2 separate regions of the Gasterosteus aculeatus genome follow, and region 2 is linked to region 1. The links are chromatin contacts, called in public Hi-C maps. All regions are on one chromosome and are shown on one strand. The core of a region is the stretch at or near the end of the contact, and the rest is flanking DNA. Distances in the headings are between cores, read along the strand shown.

Evidence for each region. A called contact is a pair of places that touch in the nucleus more often than the background predicts.
Region 2: a Hi-C map of skeletal muscle shows a contact between it and region 1, with 6 times the contacts expected there. The contact joins the enhancer-like site here to the promoter of LOC120822484 in region 1. A contact is called at or near these places in 3 of 6 Hi-C or Micro-C datasets (skeletal muscle, tail fin and whole body).

Annotation. Positions count from the first base shown.
Region 1 is chr7:19,935,459-19,938,366 of fGasAcu3.hap1.1, forward strand. It overlaps LOC120822484 (roundabout homolog 1), which reads left to right and starts at 1,634. Exons shown (of 29, transcript XM_078107129.1): 1 at 1,634-2,235.
Region 2 is chr7:19,993,038-19,996,020 of fGasAcu3.hap1.1, forward strand. LOC120822484 (roundabout homolog 1) reads left to right here. Exons shown (of 29, transcript XM_078107129.1): 15 at 1-13; 16 at 164-285; 17 at 478-649; 18 at 958-1,155; 19 at 1,765-1,791; 20 at 2,856-2,895. Among protein-coding and RNA genes, the nearest start is that of LOC120822484, 57 kb to the left of the region's middle. Within about 2 kb of position 1,549, at least 1 of the 9 cell types and tissues checked has open chromatin away from gene starts, as enhancers often do.

The DNA.
Region 1 (2,908 bases), core at 384-2,883:
TCAAATGAGACTAATTATACAAACATAAAATGGACCAACACCATATTGTCCTCTACAATATTATGGTGCTATTATGTTTGCGAGCAGTCAGTCAGCCTTTGCCCACAGAGCTGCCAGTCATACAATGGGGATAGTATTTACTAGGGAATAGAAAAATGTGAGCATGGAACCAGAATAGGAATGCGCAAAAATTGAATTGGACATTGACAAATAAGAACATGCAACAAAGCGACGGAAAGAGAGGAAAATGTTGGGAAAAAAAGATAGGGCACATTTTTTATCCAAGACTGTAATTTCAAATGTCTATTTATTGACGTGATGTCTCAGCCTTGAATGCATGCCCCGTTCAGCAGAGCCACCAGCGGTCCACAAAGGGCAATTAAAGGATTTAGGGCGAGAGGTCAGCGGCAGGGAGGGCTGAGTCATTCCATTTTTTTCTCAGTATAAATGTTACTTATTACCCCTTTTTTCTGTGGCTTGTTAGTGAGAAAGACTGAATTAAGTTTCTCTGAATGAATAATTATCAATTCTCTCTAGTATCTGTTACTAGCATGTGCTTTTTGTTGTATAAATAACATATTCTAATAACTAAAACTGTATATATTTTTCTTGTACCATGCAACCTTCTGACATACTCCTTGTTACATCGATAACATCAGTGGGCAGAATTAAGACGGAACGAATTTTAACTTTATATGTTAAACAAAAAGGTAACCCCCTCCCCCCCCCCCCAGCCTGTACTTCAGCCTAGCAACCAGCAGAGGGAGTGCTGACCTGCTTAGACAACAGAAGACACATTTGCGGTACAGTAAGTCACAGCTATACTGTCACAATTAACTTTAGGGTCAGTCTCAGTTAATACAAAAATGTATTTGACTCAAGCCAAAGCCCTGCTATTATTACTTCAGTGTGTTTGAAATTGAGATATATTATGTTGGGCTTCCCATTCTTAATGCACTTTAAATGCCATTTAATTCCCAAATGGCGTGTAGAGAGGTCAGAGAGGGAAAATCGATTTTTGTCATTTGAAGAAGAGTCCCAATGTTGCTGCTACTGGGTGTGAATGGAGGCACTTTTTACTGCCTCATTAGGAATACACCCTTCTTTTTTTTCATGCTGCCTGAGCGGATCCCTTTAGGTTTTAATAAGGTCACAGTGAAAGCGCACGTCTCTCTGTCTAAGGGAGGTTAAAAATAGCATATATCATCCACCAAGGTCAAATTATGCTCACTTTCAACTGTAGACACACTTTGAAATATTAAATACACGTTTGGTTTGGGAATGCTGGCCTTCGTAGACCTCTATCTTAACATATAATGAAGGGCACTTAAAACAAAGTGTTTGATTGGTGCAGCCAGTTGAATTTGTTGACTATTGCGGACTTCGTCCTTTAATTAAGCTTGATCCAACTTAATTTATGGGACTTGATAATCGTTTATTTGGATATTTAAACGTATAAAAAACACTTTATGTAGTTTTATTTGAATGTTTTCAAATGCTCGTGTAGCCTGGATCTTTTTTTTTTTACATTTTCATAAGGGACGTCCTCTAGACAAAGTGAAACCTCGTGTTGTGAATGTGTCCTCGTGCGGTTGAACGTCGTCTGACTCACTGGAATCTCATCTGCGAGACCGAGAAAGCCTCTGACTGGTCACAGGGAAGCCAAACGCAGCGCAGAGCGCAGAGACGCACGGCGCCTCATCCAAAAAGCGCACAGTCCCACGAACCCGCGGACACGCGCCCCGACCATACAAGTAACTGCGACTGGATTCCGCTCTCCGTTCAGGAATCACGTCCCCATGAAGTGGAATTACGATCGCGTCTCCGACCACAGATGCATTCCGAGAAGTTCTCCGCGTCTGGAAGTGTGAGGAGCACCGATCGTGGAGTGGAGAGGCGGGGGGGGGGAAACCAAGTGGCGCTGAGTGGATTACTTCTCGAGTGACCCGCGATGATGCCTCCGACTGATCTGAACTTTGATGCAAATAGAAATCCACCCTCCGAGGAGCAGTTTTGACCAGTGTTATCTGTGTGGCCGCGGAGTTGACGAACTCACCCCCCCCACACACACCCGGATCCCCATCAGCGGTGCCGCAGTAGAAGTTGTGATTTAGATGAGACGGAACACAAAGCGCATTCTGACGGGATTTACACCGTTTTCCAGCTGCTCTTGAATGATGCCTGCCTGTCTGACGGGGATTTTTTGTCTACTGGCATTTCTACACGTGTGTTCAGGTACGAGTTTGCTTCCACGGAAGCTTTCCTAATAGGGGAGGTATGAATGCACGTTTAGAAAGAATAGCTACTCCTGGACGTGTGTGTGTGTGTAAATGTGTAAAGATAAGGAGTGAGTGATCATGTTGGGACAGTAGTGCATTTGCAAAGTGTGGCCCTTTGGGTATTTTGGTCACCTTTCCCTCTGGAGCCCGCAATATCCACATGTGGCCCCTGACCCACGCTGGAAAAGGACACATTTATCTTTTGCGCTCTGCTGCAGTTCGGTGAAACTCAAAGGGCCATGTGAGATTATTGCCTTTGTATGATAAAAAGATAAATCAATGGAATGGCAAAATTGCATGGATAGAGTCAAAGTAGGACATTGAAGGTTATCATCCTCACTCCTCAGCCGGAACAGAAGGAGCTCACCTGGACAGTCTCCAGTCGGACCATTGATTTCTTTCAACGGCTGGAAAACATCTCCATGCTCTGAAAACATCACGCATGCTAGATTAACTACTGGATCCTTCTGGTCACAGGCTCTTTTATTTTAGTTTATTTTATATCTTCATTTACGTAATTGATTTTTTATTGTAGAAAATCCAATACAGCATGACTGCATGTTTGGGAAAAAACAACATCGTCAAACATCCTCTTCCACAAAGAAGAAATGATGCTTTGAAATATACAT
Region 2 (2,983 bases), core at 299-2,798, 57 kb after region 1:
ACATTAGAAGAAGGTGAGCGTTGCTGGATGTATCTATAAATATCTGAGAGGAATTAAATGTTATCATGTATTTTTTCGTTTCTTTGAATTTTTTTCAAGTGTTAAAAGCCTTGCTGCAGAGCATAAGTGTGCGCATGGTTGACTGTGTATTTCGTTCTCTTAGCCCCTAGCAGAGCACCCCAGGGCGTTACAGTCACAAAGAGTGATGCCAATGGGACCGCCATCCTCGTTGCTTGGAAACCACCTCCAGAATGGGAAAAAGCTGGAGTCATTCAGGAGTACAAAGTACGAAAAGAAGCCCCCCTCCCCTCCCCCTCTTCCCCCGCCACTCCTACACACATGCTCTGAATCATGTGTCTAACAGTTAGAATGTAAATGGCACGTTTGTGAGGCTGAGGAAGCCTCTTGTGTTGTCGGATGTGTCCCTCAGGCGATCACTGTCATCCCGTCTCCTCTCTCGTCGCGTTCTCTTGACAGATCTGGTGCCTGGGCAATGAGAGTCGATATCATGTGAACCAGTCGGTCGACGGCTCCACCTTTTCCGTGCTCATCTCCAGTCTGACGCCAGGAGTCCGTTACAGCGTTCAGGTCGCAGCCAGCAATGGCGCTGGAGCCGGGGTCAAGAGTGATGTCACTTTTTTTCAATTAGGTGAGAGTTCTCCCAAGATAGGAGTGTTCGTATGGTTCGGTGTAACAAAACTACGGCTAAAAGCCATGACACAGCAAATCTTGGGGAAAACCTCTACGTGGTCTCCTTTTTTCTCATTTTCATTAGCGAGGGTTCATAAAAACAAGCAATAAAGCACCATGTTGTGCTTACCAGGCTGTTACTTACCTGTACATATATATATTTTTACAATGCTATTGTTTCTTTGCTGCTGTATCAACATTTTTGAACATTCTTTTTTGTACACTCTCTATATGATGTCTCCTTTGCTTCTTTTTTTTATTGGTTAGACTCTACCGGACAGATGATGGATATCAGTGAGGAAAAAGACACGTTGTCTCAGATTTCAGATGTGGTGAGGCAACCGGCATTTATTGCAGGCATTGGCGCCACCTGCTGGTTGGTCCTCATGATTTTCAGCGTGTGGCTCTACCGTCATCGCAAGAAGAGAAGTGGCCTCAGCAGCACGTACACCGGCATCCGCAAAGGTGTGTGTTTCCTCTTTTGCGTTTATGTTTTAGACAGGTAGATCAATGAATGTTTAATATATAGCTCACCATGTGTGTCGTGTGTGCATCTGCAAAGCAGTTTATCATTTTACTTTTGTAGGGAACGTTTTTATGGTGATTAGTATTCGCAGAAGGGAAGAAGCAACGACACGCTGCCCCATCACTAAACAGCAGCCTTCTTTTCGGGGACATTAAGGAATAATTTAAGAGGCTGATGAGCAGACGACATCAAAGGCTGGAAAAGGCTCGGTTATAATCTCCCTTTGACGAAACCACTTCAGAAACAAATTAGCATTTTATGACTATACAGCCTGTCAAAGGCTGACCTTTAGACGCTCATTTCCTTCAACACAGCGCAGGCCTTAGAGTCATGGGCCTGTCATTACCATGTCTGCTACAATATCACTGTTATTTTCTCACTCTCTCCTGGGCCGCCTGTCACCCACCATTAACTATTCACCTGGGCACTTTTTAAAGACAGAGGCAGCAGAAAGGCCGACGCCATGTGGTTGCTTCCGCGTTTGTATGTGGTTTTTTAATTGATTTCTGTTTCTTCACTTTACGCCCATTGTCCGTCTGTCTTCACAGTGCCATCATTCACCTTTACGCCCACAGGTATGTACTGTAGGTTTTTCCAATAATGTTTGTGATATTTAACGCATTTGCCAAGTGCGTTTGTCGAGTTATTTTATATATATATATATTTTATATATATGTTTTATATTTTATTCCATGAATAGATGAAACTACATTAAGGTTCTTCCTATCATTGCATTTGAGTCGGATTTTTGAACAATGCTGCAAACACAAAAATATTTATTGAATGAAGTAAAGGAAAAAGGTGCATTCAATAGATATTTCTTTCTTGAAGGTTTATGTGTAACAACGGTTGCTACCTATACAACAAATCATTGAAGTATTAGCATTTCAATATATTTTTGTTGGGTAAACTTATGGATTTAGCTGATCACAATAATGTAAGAATGTGCTTTTGCACAAGCTGATGCATCAATCCTGCTTCCTTGGTTAGGTTTATTTGATGAAATAAGTAAACTACAGAATACATTCTACCACATCCTTTGGGGCCTTTCTATGTGCAGTTTGCATGTTCTCCCCGTGGCTGCGTGTGTTCTCTCCTGGTACTCCTTTTCCTCCCACAGTCCAATCACATAAAGGTTACGATATTGGTGACTCCAAATGGCCCGTAGGTGTGTGAATGTGAGAGTGAATTGCGATTGACCGACAACCAGTCCAGGGTGTACCCATCTCTCGCCCAATGCCAGCTGGGATTGACTCCAGCCCCCCCCCCCCTCCTCCCCCCACCGCCCACCGCCCACCGCGACCCTCTTTAAGGATCAGCGGTATAGAAAATGGCATGAGGGAAGGGAAGCTGTCTCACACAATGTGTGTGCATCAGTTCTGCAGTTATGTGGATGTGGGTTAAGGAAGAGGCAATTATTTGCGTCCTGGTTATGCACATCAAACCACAGAGTCAGACTCTGTGCCCTGTTGATGGAAATATGCATTAAAGTGGTTGCAAACCTTTGACTTGAGAGTTTCTGCTTATAACCTCCGCTTGCCTTTCATGGCTTCATTTCATCTGCCTTTGGCACTTCTTTTCCACGGCACATTAAGGTTTGTTTATTTAATTTAATGTTTTTTTCTTCATCTCCCTCCAGTGGCGTATCAAAGAGGGGAATCTGTGTGCAGTGCTGGAAGGTGAGTGATATTTTTGTCCCTTTGTGTCAAACAAAGACTCACAGGAGAAATGCAGTTACATTGTGGAAACACTGGGAGGAGATGTCTT